Linked DNA regions of Mus musculus: regions 1, 2, 3 and 5 are each linked to region 4. Evidence: chromatin contacts called from public Hi-C, HiCAR-type and HiChIP or PLAC-seq data. All regions are on one chromosome and are shown on one strand. The core of a region is the stretch at or near the end of the contact, and the rest is flanking DNA. Distances in the headings are between cores, read along the strand shown.

Region 1 (4,425 bases), core at 1,409-3,908, 2.3 Mb after region 4:
TGCTTACGTGGCACGCACGGAGGGCCTAGGGTCAATCCCAGCACACCAAACCATTTAACATGTAAGTCAACAAAATGGGGAAAAGATGCTCAAAAGAGCAGCCATCATTCTTTCATGGGCATATTAATGAGCTAGCAGGATTTCATATCTTCCATTTGTACTTTATATGGCTACTTATGATGCAGAAGCCATGGCAAAGTCCACTGTGATAACAGCTATGAAAGCCTCTGGAAAGTAGAGAAGAAGTTCCAAATGGAAATCAACAGTAAATTAGCCCAGAGGTTAGGGTTTGTTAGACTTGAAGATGTGACACCTTCATCTGGATCAGAAGTTAAGAGTGCCACACATAGCACCAAACGTATTTTGTTTACCACTCAGTAGACCGAGATAGTACAACTGCTGGTTCCTGATAACCTCCTGGAGACGGGGGTTTGGCTGTTGGGTAGACTAGGGCTCTGGATTGAGGAGAGCTGAAAACGTTAATCTTGTGTGAGAGCCTCAGTTCAGGTCAACAAATACTAAATTAAGTTTCTATTATGATGTGTTATATATGATGTTAGACATGGGAGACTGGCCAGTCCTTGAAGGTTTTGGATTCTTCTTAAATATGGCAAAGAAAAAACTCTTGCTTGGATTATATGAATTGCTTTCATAGAAGCAATCGCACGATGGTTGCTTCAGTCCTCAAGTATCAAAGTAGGTCATCAATCCTTATGGGGCAAATCTCAAGTAGGCTAAATGTCTAACAAATTTGTCTTGTGGACATGGAGAAATGTGATGGCAAATCGGCATTGTAACTGCTAGTCAGCTTCAATTATAGCAGTACAGGGATCTATGTGGGCTTAGGTCATTTCACATTAAGAAATCAAGACAGACAGGATTAAAAAAACCAAAAAAACAAAAACAAAAAAAAAAACAAAAAAACAAAAAACAAATTAGCATCTCTCCAAAGAGCTACCTGTTTTCTTTTTCTAAGTATGGATCATTCAAGCCCGAATTTTTCCCCCATCAGATTCAGTTGAATTGTGAACAAGAGGCGGTGTTTAGTAGCCAACTCAAAAGAGATATTAATTTTCCCAAAAAGTTTGGAGTGGAGATCATTATACAGAATAGCACAAAGGATTCCTGCGGATCCCTCAGCATGGTGGTTAACAATGTCTACTCTGGGGTCTGCCGTGAATACCTAGTCTCCCCAACAGTATCTTCTTCAGCCAGAGGTACCTACTGCAGCACCTTATGCTATTGGGAGAATTAAAGGAGCCTACCAGGGTGTTGAGGGCCGGCCTATCAGTGTCCCCAAACACAAAATCCTGCTATGAATGTACAAGAAAATGGGCCACTGGCTTCAGACTGGGGGCACTCTTGAGATTGTCTCTGGAGATGCCCCGATGCAAGAAAACCAAGGCAGGATTATTTTTAATTGAAAACCCGAAAGAAAGATAAGCGCATGATAAGAGCTGCCCTCGAATAATTTCATTTAGCCCCCGATGAACGATGGCTAAGTAATAAATTAAAACACAAAACAAAACAGTTTAATACCCAACTGAGTAAGCTGTAAACTGGGATGCTAAGAAACTGAACAGTGTCTACAGGCTCCTCATACTCGGCTTTAGGGAATCCACCTAAATCTTTTAGCCTCTGCTTTCTGGAAAACGGGACAAAAAAAAAAAAATTTACTCTCACAGAGAGATGGCGCGGGTACCGCACAGCAGCACTGCCCTCCCACCACCTGCAGCGGCTTTGCAGACTCTGCGGACCATGAAAGGCGATGTGGGGCAGGCAGGGCAGCACGACCCGGACCCAGGCCAGCAGCTCGCCTCTAGAGCAGGACAAGCTGGTCCACTCCTGCCCACCTCAGAGGTCCATCCGCTCATACCCGGCAAGCGCTTTCTTAAAGCACCGAGCATCAGCCTGTGTGGCGCACCCGCAGGGCCGTGGGCCGCGCGCGCTTGCTCTCTGCGGTCGGGATGGGCGGATCCGTTGCCAGGTGAGGGCAAGAAGCACCGGGCCGCGGCATCCCAAACCTCCAGCCTAAGGAACTTTCTAGCACTTTCCACACCTGCCACCCCCGGACTCCCACCCCAACAATCCCGCCCCCCCCTCCCGACCGGCGACCTCGCCCTCACCTTGCTGGAGGTCCCGGTGGTCGTACCACGGCTCATCCTCCATCTCGAACTCCTCCACTAGGTTATCTGCCAGCATGTCGCCGGGGACGTCCGGGGGCAGCGGGCTCTGCCGCCGCCCTGCCGTTTCGGCCGCTGCCCCGGGCTCTCCCCCGGCCCCGCCGCCCTCAGCCAGAGCCACCCTGGGGCGGGACACGCAGGTCCCGCAGCAGCTCTCGCCGCTATCCCGCGCCGCCCAAAGGCCGGCGCCCTAGCGAGCGCGCCCCGGGTGGCGCCGGGAGCCGGCTCCTCACGCCTGCTGCCCGGCCCAACGTGGCACTTTGGCAGAACCCTCCCAAAGCCGGGGAGACGATTCAAACCCGGGAGGCACCTTGACCAATCACGAATGAGCCGCCTATAGAGTGACAGCGACTTCAGCCAATAGAATATCAAAAAAGGTCGCGGGTCCGAGGACCATCAGCCAATAATAGCTTAGGAAGGAACAAAGGAGGCGGGGAAAGACGAAGAGGGTGCGGTCGGCAGCCCCTCCTCTTTTGTCTGCGTCGCGTCTCCTCAGTTGAGTGCACTCCAGTTCCGGAGTGTGGAGGTGGCTTTGGCGAACACCGGGTGCCGAGGACTACTAATTCTGGGCACGGGTCATCATCTTCCCACCCGAGGGTTTCGGATGCGGGCCAACTCTCCTTGGCTCTGCCCTCGGTGATGCTCGGAGGGAGACTCATGGTCCGTCGGGAAGTTAAAGCCGAGAGAACGCTACTGAGTGAGAGCTGCTCCTCAATCTTGGAGCCCTGGCCTTCCAGGGGCCTGGCTATGAACTCCTAAAAGGGCAGTCACCAACCCCACTTCACACTCCAGAGTCCCGGGCTGGCCAGTGGAAGCCGCCTCCCCTGAGAAAAGTTGCCACAGTTTTGCATAGAATTTCTTAAAGGTTCATAGAGCCCAGGATAAATACCTAAGATCAGGCATTGCACTTGGTGGCCAGCTTGCCGGCGTCAGCTTGTTAACACAGCCGTAACTACTGTTTCTTGGGTTAAACTTTTAATATATTTGGGTACCTCACTTAGGGAAACTCTCAGAGGGCAGAAAGGTCGGCGCAGATGTTTGGGATGTTATAACTGATAGCATCTACAGAGGACGGGAGAAGAACTGTGACAACTGAGGGGGGGAGGGGATGTTATAACTGATAGCATCTACAGAGGACGGGAGAAGAACTGTGACAACTGAGGGGGGGAGGGGAGTAATTACTCAGGTTTGGCAGTAGTGATTTGGTAGAAACCTCCTGAAGTTAACTCCTTCACACAGATCCGGAGTGTCACCCGAACTAAAGTGGAAAGCAGTTGAAAGTTTGCCTTATCCAAAAAAAGCACCAGTTGTGGCCTTAAAATAGTGTACTCAGATTACTATGGCTTAAAACAGGAGAAATTGCTAGGAAGAAGCTACAAATCCTCAGAGATACTTTTATTTCTCTGAGATCTCGGGTAATTTGGAGGAAGGAATACTTCACCCTAATTTCTTTTTTCAGTGCTAACGATGCCTTAGGCGTGCCACTCTCCATCATTCTTGTGGGTCCTAAGATGCTCCTTTTCAGATCAGTGTAACATGCACCTGTTCCTGGGAACATGGTCTTGTGAAGGTCAAGAAAGCCTCCCCATTGTGAGGTTGGTTTGTTGTTTGTACAGAGTCTCACTGTGCAGCCCCAGCTTTGCCTAGCACACTATGTAGATTAGGCTGGCTCTGCCTCCAGAGTGCTGGGATAGAAGGCACACAACCATCAAACCCTGTCCCTACAGGAATGTTGTTCTGGCGAGATTTTCCTCTTCATTCCTTAAGAAAGACTCCTTAATAGACCTTAAGGTACCAAGAACCTAGGGTTAGAAATCTAATTGTCTATCCACAGTTTGTACTAGCAAAGCAGGCGTTAGCTCACCACTTAGGGGAGAAATGACCTCTTTGCTCAAAGAGCTATGAGAATCAAAGAAACTGTGCCCAAGAAAGCTGTGTTGTTTCTAACACTTATTGTGAAGGGACTGTTAAAAAATAACAGCATCAAAATAATACACTTCCTTCTCTTTTTGCCTCCCTCTTCCTTTTTCTTTTTCCTGTTCTCCCGTGGTACTACCAAGGGCCCACTCACATGCAAGGAGAAGTTCCAAGCCACTGTCCCCAGCCCATGAGTATCAAAATAAGTAGTAATAGCAACAGATTGCAGTTTGTTAATGATGAATCCATGGTGATATAAATGAGAAAAAAAATTTCCTTATGAGGAATGCCAACCAAAAATGTAACAAAGTAATATTAGCCAGGT
Region 2 (4,193 bases), core at 239-2,738, 2.1 Mb after region 4:
ACAGACATGCAGACAAAGCGCCCATACACATAAAATAAGTAATTTTTAAAAGGTGGATTTTTGGCTCATGGTTCTGGAAGTACAAAGTGTAGAGGATGTTTCTGGTGTTTTTGCTGGTACAACTTCAAGGTGGTTCAGGTCTTCAGGTCTTTAATCTGAAAGCCCAGGCCAGACAAGCCTGTGGCAGAATAGATATTATGGTGTTTCTCCTGTCAGTAAGTCTATTAACAGTTGCTTTATTAAATGAAATAGATCACACCCTTTCCTAACTGTGTCCCTGGGCAAGATACATTCTTTATAAGTCTCAGTCCTATGATCTGTACAATACAGCTAGTCGTGCCTGCATACCTTATATAGCTGACTGCAGCTGGATGGACAAATAGCTCAAAATGTGCAACTGTTTAGATTTTTACTCTAAAGTATACGGTGAGATATGACCTCAAAGTACACATGCCTGCCTCCACTGGTTTTCAGTCTTTACATCTTCCAAGGGCTACCTTCCTTCCATGCACTGCACCAGATTTGAGTTTTGAGAAAGGGCTTCACCATGTAGCCCAGGCTGGCCTTGCTTTTCTGGGGACTGCAGAGGTCTACCACCATGCCCAAGTTCCCACCCATTAAGCACTATGTGCCAGGCCCTAGGCTCAGAGTTAGGAATACTGTGATTTTTCCCTCCAGAGAGTCCAGGAAGGCTTGACAAAGATTTTTCTTTTTTGTTTTTGTTAAGACAAAGTTTCTCTGTGTAACAGCTCTGGCTGTACTGGAACTCCCTCTGTAGACCAGGCTGGCCTTGAACTCACAAAGATCCTTCTGTGTCTGCCTCCTGAGTGCTGGGATTTGCCACCACCGCCCGGCCCTGATAAAGTTATTAATTAAAAATTATAGAAATAGTTGGAATTGTCAGGTAGGCCGAACTGTATAAATTTAAACCGAATATATGTTTATATACAAATATTAAATTTAAACAAAAATATATAGGTTATATATTAAATATTTACATATACGTGTATAATTTTCTATACTTATATTTATAAATTTATATGTAAATATTAAATACATATGTGCTTACCATGAATTTGGATTCTTTATGAGTTTTTAACACAATTTTTGTTGTTTTGCCCCCTCCTGCTCCTTCGTTACCCCTCCCTCTCTTGAAAGTGTTAAATTTCTTCAAAATTATGTCATGAAATCCTTAAGATTTCCCTTTTTTTTTTTTTTTTTGAGACAGGTTTTCTCAGTGCAGCCCTGGAACTCACTGTGTAGACGACCAGGCTGGCCTTGAACTCAGAAATCCGCCCGCAGTCTGTCTTCCAAGTGCTGGGGTTAAGGGTATGCGCCACCAGACACACAGCATGAAATCTAACGTTAGACCCAGGTGTCTAGGAAGCGTTCAACAGGCGGGGGAGCCAGAAGACAACACGGCGGCTGCATGGAGGTGATGGCCACCCGGGGACGGCCACGTGAGCCCGGGCGTGCGCCCCGTGCGTCAGTCCCGCCCCAGCCCTGGTCCCAGCCTCCAGCCTCCAGCTCCAACCCCAGCGGCAGCAGCCCCAACTCCAGCCCGTGCTCGGCTCCAGCGCTCCGACGTCTTCAGGCGCCCCACTGCGGCTGCGGGCCTGGCTCTCTGTCGCCTGCGCTTTGTACCGGGGATTCTCCTCCCTCCCTGCACCCTGGAGCGCCCGGCCGCCAGCCTTTGCCAGCTCCTTGGGATCCTTGCGGCCGTGGGCAGCAGCTGTCGCGCCTGCCACACTGTGGGAGGTAGGTGACGGGAAGATGGGGAGCCCGCGCGTCCCGCTGCAGCAGCCCCCCGAAAGGCCACTGGGGCGCTTCTCTGGTTGCAGAGCTTCCCCCGAGGCTCAGTGTTTGCGTCTGTAAGGAAGGAAAGAAAGACGTTGGCAAGCGGTGAGCGCAGTTCTGGTTGCACCAGGCAGCGCACGCGGGCCTCCGCCCGGGTCTCCTCTGTGCCTCGGCGAGCCCGCCTGTCCCCCTGAAACGCCCAAGTAACATTTCCCCTCGCCGGGTTCCCCACACTAGAGGCCTATGCGGGCCTCAGTTCTCGGAACCTCGAGGTCTGAGCTGCATACGCCCTTGCAGCATTGTTGGTTGAGGGAGTTGGGGTGTTGGCAGGCGTTGGAGACTTGTGCGCCAAGGGGCTGAGCATTCGTATGCAGTTGGTGGCGCGGGGGCGGGGACCTCCTGGGTGAGCCCTGGGCCAAAACTAGCTAGTGTCGGCTAAGGGGATTGCGGGAAACCTGCCCAGCTGCGCCCTGTGTGTGACTGATCGCGTGCGTTTCGGAAGAGTGAGATCTGACTTGGGAATTCTCCTTGGGGGAGTATTTCTGCGTCCTCCGCGATGAGGCGCTCCCTGGCTTGGGACCACTGAACAGATATTACGGAGGAGAAAGCCGAGGTCCAGAGTGGACCCCAGATCCTCAGAGGCCAGGTAGGGAATGTAGAGTAAGTAAACAAGGATTGTGAGTGTAGGGGTTAAGAGTGAAGTTTTGGGAAGACTTCCCGGGGAAGGTGCTGTTTGCTCTGTGAGGAGGACGAAGCCAGTGGAGGGAGTGGGTCCAGGCCGTGTTCAAACCCCGACCTTAGACAGCTAGCTCTTCACCCCTCTCTGCTGCGGCAACAGTTCCTGGGAAAGGAAGGCTAGCGGGGAGCGACTCCTTTGTTCCAAAGAACTGGGTTCTTTTGAGAGTCTGAGCGCGTTAGGCGTGACTTTCCTGAATGGCTCATGCCACGCTGTTTCACAAACATAGTATTTTCAAACCTTTTACCCTGCACTGATCAGACTCGCCCCAAGAGATCTTGTCATCCACAGCTGGCAGCTGTTAATTCCCCCCTGGGAACGGCCTGTAGGAACCTAGGGGTGCACGGCAGGATCGAGTTGTTTTTAGGGTTCCTTCTCTACCTTAATTTCTATTGTGAAGGAGAAAAACTTCAGGATCAGGCACAGCAACCAAGTAGCAACAGCCTTTAGGAAGGCTTTAGTTGGTGAGAGAGGCAGCTGCAGGAATCAGTTACCTCCAAGTCCCAGGGTGCCACCGGGTCTACACCTGGGATGATCCTGGGTTTGAGCCTTAAAAGCTTGTTGGATGAGGGCCTGTGGGGGGGTGGGGGAGCATGGCCGGCTCAGAGGGTGAGAACACTTACCTCTGAAGTGAAAGGGGAAAGAGCTGTAAGATCATGGGGACTCGGTTGCCCTGGCTGAGTGGCTCACCCGTGCCACACCATCTCCTGGGCATCCAGTGTGCTCTTCTGACTTCCACAGTCACCTTCGTGTTCACACACACACACACACACACACACACACCAAATTAAAGAGTATCTGACTAAACTCTTGCAACCAGGGTCTACAGGTACAGACTACAAGGCTTCGGAGAAAGAAAAGGGTTGAGTCAGTCGCTGCAGTACGGTAACATTTCACAGGCTGAAGAGTCAGAGGTGAGTGAGTGAGTGCGGGGCTGTGGTTCTATCAACAGCTGCCCCCTGCATGGCTTGCTTGCCGGCCTCCGATTGCTGGACCACACTGGAGTTTCCTTGAGGAGCTCTGCGGGGAGGTGCCCAATTTGCATTTCTAAGAAATTCTCAGGGGAGGTTCCTAGCTGCTCCTGGGTGTTCTAGTTAAGGAAATAGAGACTACTGTTAGGCAAGTCACTGAAGTCCTCCGTTCCTCAGCTTTCTCCCCAGTAGAAAGAAGCAAATAGCACCTGCCTCCTGGGAATGGAAGGCAGCTCCGAAGGAGGGGCTGTGTCAATAGATGTGAAGGAGGACAAGTTGGCAATAGATTGAGTAAGGAGAATAGCTTGAGACAGGTGACTGAGGGAAGGCACAGTGTCCTGCGATCCTGGGTCAGGTGATGGAGCCCCTGTCCTTTCTGAAGCTCAGAGAAGGTGCTCTGTGATGCTGTGGAAATGTCATCAGCCCGCCCTGGTCAAGGTGTGAAAAGTGAGCCGATGAGTGGGCCGATGAGTGGGCCGATGAGTGGGCCGATGAGTGGGCCGATGAGTGGGCCCGGTCGTGGTGCAGAGTTATTTGGGCCACAGTTCATATGCCTAAATGCAATCACGTGGTCTCACTAAGTTGCGGGAGATGCTGGGAGACACGGTCTCTGGCTGGGCCAGTAGAGGCTGCTCTAGATAGCACCCAGCTTGTCTATGATGCCCTGAGCACTGGACTCATTTCTCAGT
Region 3 (4,895 bases), core at 1,478-3,977, 2.2 Mb after region 4:
AAAGGCACAGTGCACGTGAGGGAGAGCTCAGATTTTCATGGTAATAAGTGTGAAAAGCCAAGTGAATGGCTTTGCTTTGTCTCAAATTCCAGAATACCAAAAATGACTCAGAAAGAATGAATAACCTGAGAGTTTCGGTGACACACGCCTTTAATGCCAGTGCTCAGGAGGCAGAGACAGTGGGGTCTCACTGAATTCCAGGCCAACATGGAGTTCTAAGTTATCGAGAATCATGTAAAGAGACCCTGTCTCATCCCCTTCTACCTCCGGTCAAGAAAAGGAAGTGAACATATGCTTTGGGAGTTTCATTTCTGGTAGAAAACACGGAGGAAAATTCATGTATAAAGTAGAAGCCACAGATAGGGGTATTTCCTTCCATATTGAAAGTTAGAAACAAGTATTGTTTATTTATAGCATGGACTAATATAATAGATCTCAAAAACATAATATGGGAGAAAAGTTTTAACAAGGTGTTGGTATCCTGTGATAACACAGAAAAGCACACTTTATATTGCTCATGGATTTATGCATGTAGTTTTCAAAATTATTAGAAGGATACATGTCAAATTCATATTATTTGTAAACTGGAAGGGTGCTTGTGAGAGGATTTTTAAAAATGTGGTGGACTTTACTCTCATAGTCCAGGATATTGTTAAATTTTTGTTTATTTTTGTTTTGAGACAGAATATCCTATGTAGTCCTATGTAGACTGGCCTGAAACACACTTCTACCATGTAGACCAGTCTAGCCTGGAGCATAGTCTGTCACCGTGTAGACCAGGCTAGCTTCAAATCTGCTAAAAACTTCTGCCATTTGCCTCCTGATGGCTGGGACCATAGATATGCACCATTACGTCACACAGACACACACAGACAGACACACACAGATATACACACAGACCCCCCACCCCACCCCCTCCCCCACACACACACAGTTTTTCCATGATAGGGTTTCTCTGTTTAGCCCTGGCTGTCCTGGAACTCATCTGTACACCAGGCTGGCCTTCAACTTAGCGATCCACCTGCCTCTGCCTCCCAAGTGCTGGTACTAAAGGAGTGTGCTTACCATCTCTTAGCCCATATTTTAAGACACAGTTTTAAAGTGTACATTACATTTATCACCTGTGTATCTTACTTAATTAATTAATTACTTAATTATCGTGTGAGTATGTGTGACAGAGAACAGCTTGTGGATGATTCTTTTTCTATCATGTGGGTCCCAGGGATTTTTACATGCTTTTACACGCTTAGCCATTTCGAAGGCCTTACTTGTGTAACTTTTAATAAAAATTATGTACACAAGAAAATAATTGGAAGCAAAATGCCATATTGGCCAGGTGCAAGGCTGTAATTCTGGTACTTAGGAAGTGCAGGCAGGAGGATCAGAAATTCAAACTCATCAATGCACGTAGTTCAAAGCCAGCCTGGGCATTGTGAACCTTAGTTTAAACAACAAATGAATATGTATGCATGTTCAAATGTAAATGCAGAAATGAGTTTAATTCTAGGTGGTGGAAATATGGGGTGTGTGTGACTATTTTTTTTTTCATCTTTTTCAGTGTTTTAAAATATCTAGGGCTGGTGAGATAGCTCGGTCAGAAGGTAGGTAAACACACTTGCCTCGAAGCCTGACAACCTAAGACGCCCCCACAGGGTGGAACAAAAGAACTTATTCATCAGGCAAGTTGTCCTCTGACCTCCACGGCCCGCCCCCGCCCGTTCCCCACTCCCAAACAAATAAATAAAGTAAACGTAAAAGTCTGTATGGGCATATTAACATGCAAAGATACTTAAAAATAAAGTCTGGTTAAAAACAAAAGCAAAACAGAAAATAAATCAAAAGTATAGTGAAAAACCAGCCAGCTGTATATCTCTATGTGTTACTGTGTTAATATTTATATACCAACCCATTCACAATATGAACAAAACTATTTTCTATGGAGATAAACATTGACAGCAAAAGAGCAGAAAGGATGTACAATCAGCCAATAATGCTGGGTACTAGGAAACTAGAGCAAGTCAAAGCTCGAAGAATCTTATTTTGAATATTACAAAGAATATATTTTATCTGCAAAGTTTTAAAATTGTTTGTGTACTAAAAATTTAAACACGTAAATTTTCAGATAGAACTCTGCAGACCTGGGGTTACAGTTCAGCTCTGAGAGCTTGGTGAAAGTTACTGACAGAACCAGACATCGAATTCGGGTTTTTGAGTGTCTGAGTGGCTTAACCTGACACCTTAACCAACTGACTCAGAACGCAAAATAAACTATCCTTTGCTTTAAAACTTATTTGGAACAAGCTTGCATCTAAATACTTTTATTTCAATAAGTGGCATGATGATAATATTGTTTATGGCAATTTCTATCGGCAGGAAATAAAATAAATAAATATAACTCCAAGAATCGAAAGAAAATATACGTGTCAATCCAATAAGTAGCTTCTTAGAAAACGACGTCAACAGCTGGGTAGTGTGGCCGAGCGGTCTAAGGCGCTGGATTAAGGCTCCAGTCTCTTCGGGGGCGTGGGTTCGAATCCCACCGCTGCCAAGGCAGGCTTTTTCTTTTGTCTCAGCGTCTTTCGCTCTAGGTTCCTTCTGCGAGCGCAGCGGCGACCCCTGCTGTCGATGTGCGCTCTCTGCACCACGAGCAGCTCGCCGAAGGGGCGGTCCCGCGCGCGCCGGGGCGGGGCATTGTGGGTAAGAGGAAGCGCGAGGGCCGGCCCCGCTCCCCCCACGTGTCCGGCGGAGTTTCTCCAGCAGGAACATGGCCGCTGCCTGATAGAAGACCCGGCCGCCGCCGTCTCTGCAGCCCGCGGGTCCCTGGGCCGTTCCGCCGCCCGCGCGCGGCCCCGGCGGAGAGGTGAGCCCCGACTCGGCAGCCTCGGGATCCGGGTCGCAGCCGTCGCACTCGCTCGGTGCTCCGGGCCGCGCTGCTGACTAGGCCAGACAGGCCCCCGCCGCTGCGTGCCGAGGGGCCGCGGCCTCCCGGGACCAGGGCAGGGCGCAAGGTGGCCGCCCGGCTTTCCAGGCCGCCCCGGGCCTGGGTCGCTCCGTTCGGCTGGACGGTGGGGAGACGACGGCGGTGCGGCCCGCGCTGACTCAGGCTTCGGCCGCGCTGCCCCGCCCGGGCCTGGCTCCCGAACCGCACCTGCGAGGGCACTGGTGCCCGGTGGCGTGGCGGCTTTCGGAAGAGTGGGAAGGGCGCCTGAGCACCGGCGACATGGAGAAAGCCACTGGACTCGGGGCCGCCTGCATGGGCAGGGGTCGTTGAACCTGGTCAACTCTGCTTAGCCCGAGCGGGCCCGGGACGCCTCATTCATTGATCTGTGTTTAAGCAGAGTGGCGACTGCTTCGTGGACCCGGGGACCTTCCAGTAACGGGGGATGGTGCACATACCGGGTCATCCTGGAATATTGTTTTAGAGTTCCTGGGTTTGGGAGCGAAAAGATAAGATCATACCTTTATCTGTGAAATGGGGATATGATTCCCGTGCTACGGTGTTTTAATGAGTGTAAGATGGGTGACACTCCTGCTTCTTTCATTTGTGGCTGTCTTGTTCGGTCTTATATTGGAAGAAAACATGTTGCCACGTAGCAACAGTCCTTCTAGGTTCGCCTTATCCCTTTGAAGCCGGTGTGTGGTTTAAAATAGGAAAGGACCCAGGGTTATGCAATTCACGTCGCTAATCAGCTGCTATATTGAAGAGGTAGGATTTGAACCTGTAAGGTTTTGCACGGCAGTCCAACCTCTTAACCACTACACCATACTGCCTTTTACCAAAGAGATGTGCAGCATGTTAGTTAAGAATAAAACCAAGGCTCTTGGCATCAGCTAGATTTGGATTTCTTTACCTGTTTTCTTGGGGGGCTGTGACCTTGGGTAAACCAATTCGAAGTTGGGCACTATAAATTTTGATTTGCACAGCTAATGAGAAGAGTATTATTTGGTACTATATTGATGCCTGGCATCATTAATATTTGGGAGAAAGAACTGTGATTTTTTTTTTTTAATTTTAAAAGTAATGATCCCATAACCACGACCAAGTATAATTATTATCTCCACTTAATGGTCCAGGAATGTGAAGCATAGAGAAGCCTTCGTAGAGTTTAAAGTCTAGTACAGAGGACAGCTAACACCTGACCAGCAAGCAGATCAGGAAGTTCCAGCTTAGGACCATTCAGGAAATAAGGAATTATGCTTGTAATGGAAGGGGCTGGAAGCGGCTGTTTCAGTTGAGTTGTCAGGGAACACGTCTAATCCTGGAAGGACTGGCAGTGGTTACATATAAGGAAAATGAGCATCCAGAAAATGACTTGGTGAGCCGGGCAGTGGTGGCTCATGCCTTTAATCCCAGCACTTGGGAGGCAGAGGCAGGTGGATTTCTGAGTTCGAGGCCAGCCTGGTCTGCAGAGTGAGTTCCAGGACAACCAGGGCTATACAGAGAAACCCTTGTCTTGAAAAACCAGAAAAAAAAAAAAGAAAATGACCTGGGATTGTTGTGCAGAGTGTCCTCAAGGATGCTTGGGGCTTGGCCTGTTAGAAGTTCAGTAATTGGTCACTAGGCCATGAGGAGATGCTTATGTGGAGACAGGGGTAAGATCGTGTAAGGGCTTAGGGGTCCATGGAAGGATTTGTTTTATGGGACAGTTGGAGGGTTGGGAGCAAGGCAGCAATGCTATAGTAGCATTGCTACTGACAGTCACAAAGAATGGCAGTCTCTTGAGCATTGGAGATAGGAGGGTGGAGCTAGGGAAGCCTTTTTGTTTGTTTTGTGTCTGTAACTTTTTTTTCCAGATGAGGCTTTGCTATGTTATAGCCCAGGATGGCCTCAAACTTGTTATCTTCCTCCCTCAGCCTCCCAAGTGCTGGAATTATAGGCATGGGTCACCACAGCT
Region 4 (4,514 bases), core at 1,758-4,257:
AAATCCTGTCTTGAAAAACCAAAACCCAACCAATCAAACAAACAAATAAAAAATAAATAAAGAAAAGAAATTGTCATTATTGTCAATCAGCTTTAGGATACAGTTTCTATCTAAGGATTCTCCTTTATATGACTTTTCTGAAGTAAAAGAGGGGACCAGAGACGGGTGGATTCTCAAGCCCTTAATTAATATCTGTGAAGGTAAAAATATGTCTTTCCCTCCCTTGTTGACTATGAGTAGAAATCCATCTGCCTTTTGCCATTTGTCCTCTTTTCCTCTTATTTCAGGGACAAAACCCACTGGATTCATGAAAACCATGAAATCTCCTAAGATGACTCATTCATATTCTATCTGTATCTCTCTGCTTTTGTCTGTCTGTCTGTCTCTGTGCTCATGGGTGTGTGTGTGTGTGTGTGTGTGTGTGTGTGTGTGTGTGTACATATCCCAGCCTGCAGATGTTTGCACCTTCACATGAAGGTCACAGCACAGCACTGGGTGTTGTTTCTCAGGCACCATCCGCCTTTTGTTGGTAGTAGATTCTCTTATTAGACTGGAGCTTCTCCAGGTTGGCTAGACCGGCTGGCCAGTAAGTCCCAGAGGTTCACCTGTGTGTCCCCCCCCCCCCCTTGCTCAGCACTGAGATTGCATCAAAGCCCAGTTTTTAAAAGTGGATTCTGGCAATCAAACCCATCCTTATGTTGTTGGGCAGGCACTTGACTCATGCCCCAGACTTGATGTATATTTTATACAAGCAGAAATTTCTTGAGAGTTGAGCATGTTGACACTTGCTTTTAATCCCAGCACTCAGGAGGCAGAAGCAGGCCGATCTCTGAGTTTAAGGATAGCTTGGTCAACAGAAGTTCTGGGACAGCCAGGACTACAAAGAGAAACCCTGTTTTAAAAAACAAAAAACAAACTAAGGGAACAACAACAAAACCAGCTCCCCTAAAACTAACAAAACAAAAAACCCAAGCAAACAAATGAAAACAGGAGGAAGAGATTTCTTTAAAAGACTTTTCATTCTCAGATTAGAATGGTAGCCCACACCTGATCCAAGGATCTCTGGAGTTCCAGGTCTGTGCTTAAAGAACTCATTGTGGTTGGGCTAACTCCCACATCGGCTATGAAAAGATCTCCCTGTATTCTCAGTTTTTGTTTGTTTGTTTGTTTGTTTGTTTGTTTTCCAAGACAGGGTTTCTCTGTATAGCCCTGGCTGTCCTGGAACCCACTCTGTAGACCAGGCTGGCCTCGAACTCAGAAATCTGTCTGCCTCTGCCTCCCAAGTGCTGGGATTAAAGGCATGCGCCACCACTGCCGGGTGTATTCTCAGTTTTTAATCCCTGTGCCTGCAGAGCAGGTTAAGCAAATGTTTGTTCCTTCCCCACCTGCTCAAAAAGAAAAGGCAAGATGCCTTGGCAAAGGTCACATAGCCTTGACCTTTTCAATGTCAACTGCGTTAGTTTCTAGTGTGGCTTTTTGCATAATAAAGAGCTGGGGTAGAAGGACTGACAGAGGCAAAAGACATGGAAGTAGAGCAGAGAACTATAATAGCAGAGAACTTGGCTTGAGTTAGATGTGCTAACCGAGAGACTGCCCCAGCAAACAAGCCAACATCCTTATACTATACACAGGTCTCCAAGTCTTTATTATTAAGTTATAAGTGGAACCCCCACCCCAAAGCCCCACATTACATTGTCCTCAAGATTAACAGAACATGTCTGGACCTTGGACTCCATTTCAGGGCTCACTCACTGCTATGGGGCACTCTTGTCTCTGTCAGCTTTGTCCCTCACACCATGGTCCCCTCATGCCACCCTTCTTGAGGCACTGCCTCTGTTAAAGCCTTTGCCTGAGAGCCCATTCTCTGCGTCCCAGTGTTTCACTGGGATAGTGCTAGTGGGACAGATCTCACCTCTTGATACCCATCATCCCATGATTCCTCTGCCTCCAGCTCTTAGCCTACCTTTTTATTTTTATTTTTTGGCATGAGTGTATATATATATATATATATATATATATATATATATATATATATATACACACATGTACATATGTATAGGGAGACCAGAGATATCCATCTCTGTTGGGTATCTTTTTCAGTCAATTTCCACCCTAATTTTTGAGGATCTCATTGAAACTGGCTAGAATGGCCGGCCTGAGATCGCCAGGGAGTTCCTATTTCTATATCCCCAGGACTGGCAATTATAATTTTTAGCCAGGACTCAGAGCCTTTTTAGGGGAGTGTTCAGGCTCTGAACTCAGGTCCTCATGCTTGAGTGGCAAATGCTTTAGTGACTGAGCATCTCTCTAGATGACCCTTTCCTCCTATTAGAGATTTTTGTACCAGGTGCAGTATAAGAGTTTTCTCTGTTATGCCTCACAACCACTCTTGGTAGGCTCTTTAAAATTCCCACTATACATAAACAAAAATAAGCACCAGGAGGACGGCAAAGCCCAGTTATAGAATGGAAATGGTGTCATTAAATCAAAAAAGCTCTTAGTGAGTAATTTAGGTAAGAACTGATAAAAAATATTGGTGGATTTTTTTTTTTTGCCAACTTGAAGTTATCTTTTCCTCTGTATATTCCCCGCAACTGATCTGCAAAGAAGTGCAAATATATTAAAGCCTTGAGTTGGTGTCTGCGATTCAGCCACATTTTTCATTTATAGGGAAAACATGGGTGAATGTTGTACATTTTCCATCGACCAAACAGGAGACTATCTCTATACAGACAGACAGACGGACGGACGGACGGACAGACAGACAAACAAAAATACCCGACAACTTCCCAGGAACACTTTTGGGGTTTAAGGCCCTGAGGAGACTTTCTATGGTAATTTATAGTCAAAGCCCTTAGTTTGCAGTGAAGACTACTCTTCCCAGCGTGCATCTCGATTGCGTAAAGCTCATGTAAGCGCTTGCTGATGACCGCAGTGCACTTTGGGAATTGTAGTCTATGGAGGCCCAACCGCTTCAACTGCCCGCCAAACAGCCACCGGAAGTACCGGCCCTGAGGGGTGGAGTTGAGCTGGTGGCGGCGGCAGCGGTTGCCAGGATCCCGCGTTGCCGCCTGAGGGACCCGTAATATGGCGGGGAGGAGGAGGAGGAGAAGGCGGAGGACCTAGATGCGCTCTGTCTAAACCGACTGAGGCCTTTGCTTACAGAGGAGGCTGGTCCACGGGCAGAGAAGCTGACCGGGCAGTAGGTGTCAGGTGTGTGCAAGAGGACTGGGTTCGTTTTCCTACGGGTCTAGGCTGAGGTGAGACCCGGCATTGGTGTCCCGAGGGACAGAAGGCCGGCGTTCCGGACCCGGTTTGGCTTCCCTCGGTCACGAGCCCTTGAAGGCATCGGGAATGGGGAGGCGGGAGTTGAGGACCGGGGTCAGGGGGACTTGGAGGGGATGCTTGGATGCTGGCTCCGCCCAGTGAAGCATCCTGCGCTGAAGAGTAGGCACTTCATGGTGACTTCAGTTTGGTGTCGGAGGTAGTGTAGGAGGAGATGGAGGCGTCCCCCGGGGTGTGCACTGGCCATTTCTAAATACTGGTTACCGCAACCAAAGGCCCATAGGAGCGCTGTTTACACCAGCTTTGCCACTCTGGGGCATCTGCAGGATAATGTAGCTGGTTCTCTCAGACACCCATGATGCTGTTAAGTGGTTCCTACCTTAAGAGATGGATTTGGATGAGAAAGCCCTTTCTCATGTTTTCAAGTCACATTTGAGTCTCAGGAAGAACCAAAAATTGTCTCTTCTCCAAGAGTTCACACGGAGGTGATAAAAACACCATTATATCCTCCGTTTGGAAGCAGCTTCCACTTACTGATGCTTCTATTTGTCCTACATACAGTCCTGCGATTGCTGTCTGTGCCTTAGCTCATTGTTTTCTCATAAAATCGCCTTGAGACAGAGCCCCACTTTATAGATGGTGGGGTCCAGGGATATTAGCCTACCATGAATGTACGAACAGCTAGTATGTCCTTAAACAGCATATCTTTCTCCCTTTACAGACTCTGTAGGAAGTTTATGTGTTTGTGGAAAAACTTAGTGGTAAGCAGCCAGCCTTGGAAGCTGTGTTACCTTCGCCTTTCCTTTCAGTGACATTTCTGAGTACAGGTTATGAATAAGTAGATAGGAGCCATGAGGCTATAGGGTTTGCCAAGAGACTTCCTGGACAAAGGTCACTTGTAATTAGGTAGAAATGGAGTAGAAAAGGCATGCCTGGACCTGCTGAGGCTGGTGTGAATGTAAGTGGACCATGGACCAGTAATGCCTGATGCTAAAGTATGGGGTGGTAGGTTTGAGGTTGGGATCACCTTGTCATCAAGACTCCCTTAAAATAAACCTTGCTTGCAAGTGGTAACTGGTGTGAGAAATGTAGTGCCCTCTTGCACAATTGTAGAATCCCGGACTCTCTTTTTAATGACTACTTTTGCAATTGAGAGGTACCTAGTTCTCTGGGAATAGGGTTGTTCTCCAAGTTGCCATTCTCAGAATTCTCTTCATTCTGCTAGTCTT
Region 5 (4,198 bases), core at 995-3,494, 2.3 Mb before region 4:
TTGCTTAGGCCCTAGGTTTAATCCCTAGTACTGGGAGGGTAGGGTGTGTGTGTCCAGATTAAACAAATCATCAAATTCTGTAAATTTAGCACACTAAAATATCTTCAGTATTTGCCTGTCTTGGAAATATGATCAATTAGTAAAACAGATTAAGTTGTCTTATTAAATAAAGCAAGGTAAGTTACAACTTCATTCTGAAAGTACTGAGAATCAAACCTGTGGTTAGACAAGTTTCCTTAGCTATACCCCCAGCTCACAGAACTTTTGCTGTTTTGCTTTTTGTTTTTGGAGCTAGTCTTCTGTAGCTCAGGCTCATCTCTACAGGTATGTGGTTAAAGCATTTAAGAAAGTGCTTTGTACCTCTCCTGATCTGAAGGGTTGATGTGATGCTGTGAGGCAAACTCTGAGCTCTTAGAAACAGCCTGTCTTTAGGTAGAAATGCACTGAATGTGCCGAACTTATTACATTCCAAACAATATGCCAGATTTACTCTTGGGCACAGAAATGTACATAGCAACATAAAACTGAATGGAAAATTTGGAGCTCTAAATAGATGCAACAAAGAATTATACACTTACACAGCTAATTACAGAAAGTTGTTTCTAAAATCCTGAAAGCAAACAAGTCAACCTTTATGCTCTATAAAAATGAAAAAAGATTGAGACCACTAAAGTATAATGTTTGCAAGTTAGACTGCAAGCAACATGCACACCAATCATAACCCAGCTTTGCTTCCTTTATTATTATTATCATTTTTAGAGACAGTGTCTCACTAGGTAGACTAGGCGGACCTTAAATGTGACTCTCCTACCAGAGCTCTGCAGTGCAGACAAGCATTGCAATTATAGGGTGCACCACCATGCCCAAGACAACGGAGGTTTTTACAAGACAAACTGCTTTCAATATGAATTCCGCCAGCACCCATGGGAATCTGTGGAGGTGCTGTATTTATTATGTATCTATGTTAAAAATCACTTTGAAACTAAGTTTGAGTTAACAAATATCTCTCTCTCAGTTACAATGCTTTTCAGTATTCAAAACACTGAATGCCAAACTTGCAGGCAGTTTCAAAAACTTGAAAATTTCAACCAAGGCACTTCAGCGTGGTCTGTAACCTTGAATAACCAACTCCAATTACAGCAGAGCTACTTAACAGTTTCTCGTGGAGAAAGAACCATCAGGGAGGCAAGAGTACAAAGTCTTCCCTGGAACCAGTGTTCCAGGACCTCTGCGCAGCCTCTCTTCCCGAACACTACTTCACCAACCCCCTAAGAATAGCCTTTTATTTTCTGTCCTTGGCTTGAGATGTACCACATTCAGTGATCTCCCCCCCCCCCCGCCCCCCGCCCCGAAGGCAGTATTCTTCCTGACACCTACCTGGAAAGATTTAGGGATACTTTTTAAGAAGTAATCTTGTTCAAACAGGGATGCTTCCTTCGTGTCACTGAATTCAAACACCCACTGGCTAAAATAAAAATATACTAATTAGGACTTCACCTTCTATCAGGACAACACGGTGAAAGAACTACCGTATACACTCCCCTCCTCTTCAATTATTCCTTGTTCCTCAGTCACGCAGGAAGAGTTAAATATTCTTACTTTAATGCCCTAGCAGAAAGATGATGCACTAAATATACACAAATATCATTGCGTTCCCAAAGCAAGCAGTTTCTGGATTTTTGTTTTAAGGTAACGAGGTGAAGGGTCTCAGAAGAAAAAGAACCACCCGAGGCTCTAAAAACCGAGCTGGGAGAGGAGAAGGAAGAGGCCATAGCAGAAGTTCAACAGCCACTCTCCAGAACAGTCGGGACAGGAGCCTGGGACCGCCACCGCGGCTCCCTCGCTGTCCCGGGGGACCGTGGGGTGGCTTCCCCTCCCCCGCCCCCCGAGGGACAGCAGCGTCCGGCGGCCCGCGACAAAGGGGCCTGGCGCGGGGCGCTGGCGACCGTCGGGTGGGGGACGGGGCCCCGAGGAAGGAGTCAGAGAGGATGGAGTGACCAAGGGGCACGGCGGCCGGGTCCCTCCCCTCTGAGTCCCTCGGCGGCTGCGCAGAGCCAGGTCCCGCTCCGCACGCACCGGCAGCCCCTCACCTCACGCTGCGGGAGTCTTGGTCTTCACCGCAACCCGAGCCTTCGCGCCCTCCAAGGTCCGAGCCATGTTTTTCTCCCGCCTCAGCTGGCTCAGCCGGCCGCTGAGGAGAGCTTCGACTGACTCCGCGGCCAGCCGAGCTCTGCACGTCACTTCCGATGGTGCAAGCACCGCCCCCGTACTTGAGCGCCTTGCGATTGGCCGACGCGGATGGCCTACCTGAGATGGCGGGCGGGGCGCAGGCGGAGCCTGAAAGGCAGCAGCGGGGAGGTTGCGGGATGGAGTGTGGTTGCCCCGGGGAATGGGTGTCTTAGGCGCGGCCGGCCGGGGGCCTCTCGGGGAGGCTACCCCGGGACTCCTCCTGGCCGGCCTCGAGCTCCGAAGCGCCCTTTGTTCCCGGGCCCTGTCCCAGCACCGCGCGCCTCTGATCTCTGGCTTGCGGTTGCCTGGTTTGAGGTTTTGGCCCCAGGCCGCCCAGAGATTAGCTTGGTTTGGAAGACAGAAAAGAACAGTCAAGACGAAATCTTTCATTCCCTCCAGCGGTCGGCGAGCTCTCGCGGACGTTCAGGTGCTTCGAAGTTTGCATTAGCTCGTCGTGTGGGCCCTGGAAAGGGCTGGATGCGTGCGTGCGGCGTTCTCGCCTTGGTGTTTGCTGACAGCCCCGCCGCGGCCAGGTGGGCAAGGTTAGCCCGGTAATAACAGCGCTCGGCCAGACATCACACCCAGGCCCCATAGTAATCATACCTTTCTCGTGAGCGCGGACTGCAATTGGGCTTGTAAAGAGTTTAGCGCTCTGTTGTCTGATTCAAAACTGTGAAGCAGATGGGAGAATTATTCCCGTTTTACAGATTGCAAAAGACGACTGTCGGTAACTGTCGGAGGAGAGGAATGGCAACGTAAACTGGCAGAGTCTGCTTGGGTTTTGGGATTTCGAAGTGTATTCCCAGCATTTCCCCCTTTCCTTTAGTAAGGGAGGAGAGACCTCTGATCCTTTTGGTTTAAATAAACACGCTTGCACTTCTAGAGGCTGGATGAAGTTCTGCTTTAAGGGGAAGCGGGAGAAGGGGGCAGGGAAGGAGGGCAGGGAAGGGAATATGAGAATGTGGCATCTTCCTGTAGTCCAAGCTGAAGCTAAGACAGGAGATTACTCTAAAGCTCAGCAGTTCAGGACCTGTCTCCAAAAACAAACAAACAAACCTAGCTCAGTGGTAGTGCACCTAAGTAGGTTTAGTCTCCAGCACTAGCTGAAAGCAAAAGGAAAGGCTATTCTAGGGAGAAGTCTAGGAGCAACTTCTGGCTGTACCACCCTCCCTCCCAGCCCCTAGCTGTCTACTAGCCCCACCTCCACGCAAGCTTACACACCCCAGAAGAATGTCCCTTAGGAATCTGCTCAGCTCTACAGCATTGTTCTGCTTTATCTTCTCATCAAAGGAGGAATTTATACACTTGGCAGCTCTTCCTCAAGATTTAAAAGGGTGAGGAAAAGGAATTCTCTCAGGACTGGCTTCCTACCTTCTGCTGGAAAACAGAGTGTGCCTTTAGGAAAGAAAAGAAAACACTGAGTCTTATGGGAAGATAACTTGGTGTTCTCTCTCTCTCTCTCTCTCTCTCTCTCTCTCTCTCTCTCTCTCTCTCTCTCTCATCTCTCTGATCGAGAAAGGGAACTATCTTCTTTTGGTCCCTGGTAGCTTATGCCCTCCCTGGTTTGACTCAAACAAATCCTTGTTGAAATTCTGGCTTTCTCATTTATTGTGGCTTTTGTATGGCCCCACAGGTAGGAAGTGCAGTAGACTGAGAAGCTGAAGACTTAGGTAGCTTCCAATTGCAAATTGTTAGGTGTCAAGAAGCTGGGCTAGGAGCCCCCTCTCAGCCCCTCCTCTGCCTGGCAGTGGTGCCTGCCGATGGTTGTTAAACAATGTGAACAGACTTGTAAAGAAAGTGCAAACCATGCTTGCTGTCCTTTGAGACCGATTAGACACTAGCTAACAGCTACTTTCTCCTACTGGCTTCAATTTTAAGACTTGATAGTAAAAAGGAAAAAAAAAAAAAAGAATTAAGGGGTTGCATTACATTTAAACTGCTCCAACCATAACTTCCCACAGAGAACTTC

The links. Hi-C and Micro-C count contacts between places; a contact is called where the count stands out from the background. HiCAR-type assays count read pairs that join an accessible place to other places. HiChIP or PLAC-seq counts read pairs in DNA pulled down with a chosen protein or histone mark.
Region 1: a contact with region 4 is called in a HiCAR-type map of astrocytes, with 7 times the contacts expected there. The contact joins the promoter of Mfsd13b here to the promoter of Ccp110 in region 4. A contact is called at or near these places in 3 of 39 promoter capture datasets (hippocampal neurons, liver and pre-B cells), 1 of 484 Hi-C or Micro-C datasets (B cells) and 1 of 115 datasets of contacts at active chromatin or transcription factors (astrocytes).
Region 2: a contact with region 4 is called in an H3K4me3 HiChIP or PLAC-seq map of embryonic forebrain, with 3 times the contacts expected there. The contact joins the promoter of Eef2k here to the promoter of Ccp110 in region 4. A contact is called at or near these places in 2 of 39 promoter capture datasets (hippocampal neurons and liver), 3 of 115 datasets of contacts at active chromatin or transcription factors (embryonic forebrain, large pre-B cells and pro-B cells) and 2 of 9 other capture datasets (adipose tissue and liver).
Region 3: a Hi-C map of B cells shows a contact between it and region 4, with 5 read pairs. The contact joins the promoter of Polr3e here to the promoter of Ccp110 in region 4. A contact is called at or near these places in 1 of 39 promoter capture datasets (hippocampal neurons), 2 of 484 Hi-C or Micro-C datasets (B cells and CD4 T cells) and 1 of 9 other capture datasets (adipose tissue).
Region 5: a HiCAR-type map of astrocytes shows a contact between it and region 4, with 6 times the contacts expected there. The contact joins the promoter of Pik3c2a here to the promoter of Ccp110 in region 4. A contact is called at or near these places in 2 of 484 Hi-C or Micro-C datasets (CD4 T cells and uterus), 2 of 115 datasets of contacts at active chromatin or transcription factors (astrocytes and extraembryonic endoderm stem cells) and 1 of 9 other capture datasets (liver).

What each region holds. Positions count from the first base shown.
Region 1 is chr7:120,979,851-120,984,275 of GRCm38.p6, forward strand. It overlaps Mfsd13b (major facilitator superfamily domain containing 13B), which reads left to right and starts at 2,659. Exons shown (of 8, transcript NM_001374644.1): 1 at 2,659-2,880. Cdr2 (cerebellar degeneration-related 2) reads right to left here and starts at 2,462. Exons shown (of 5, transcript NM_007672.2): 1 at 2,127-2,462. The coding sequence starts at 2,202.
Region 2 is chr7:120,841,343-120,845,535 of GRCm38.p6, forward strand. It overlaps Eef2k (eukaryotic elongation factor-2 kinase), which reads left to right and starts at 1,489. Exons shown (of 18, transcript NM_007908.4): 1 at 1,489-1,758. It overlaps Gm36449 (a long non-coding RNA gene), which reads right to left and starts at 2,169. Exons shown (of 2, transcript XR_378468.3): 1 at 1,257-2,169; 2 at 1-178.
Region 3 is chr7:120,915,051-120,919,945 of GRCm38.p6, forward strand. It overlaps Polr3e (polymerase (RNA) III (DNA directed) polypeptide E), which reads left to right and starts at 2,728. Exons shown (of 21, transcript NM_025298.4): 1 at 2,728-2,860. It overlaps n-TLaag4 (a tRNA gene), which reads left to right and starts at 2,467; the gene lies at 2,467-2,548.
Region 4 is chr7:118,709,536-118,714,049 of GRCm38.p6, forward strand. It overlaps Ccp110 (centriolar coiled coil protein 110), which reads left to right and starts at 3,008. Exons shown (of 15, transcript NM_001360794.1): 1 at 3,008-3,213.
Region 5 is chr7:116,441,214-116,445,411 of GRCm38.p6, forward strand. Pik3c2a (phosphatidylinositol-4-phosphate 3-kinase catalytic subunit type 2 alpha) reads right to left here and starts at 2,245. Exons shown (of 33, transcript NM_011083.2): 1 at 2,091-2,245.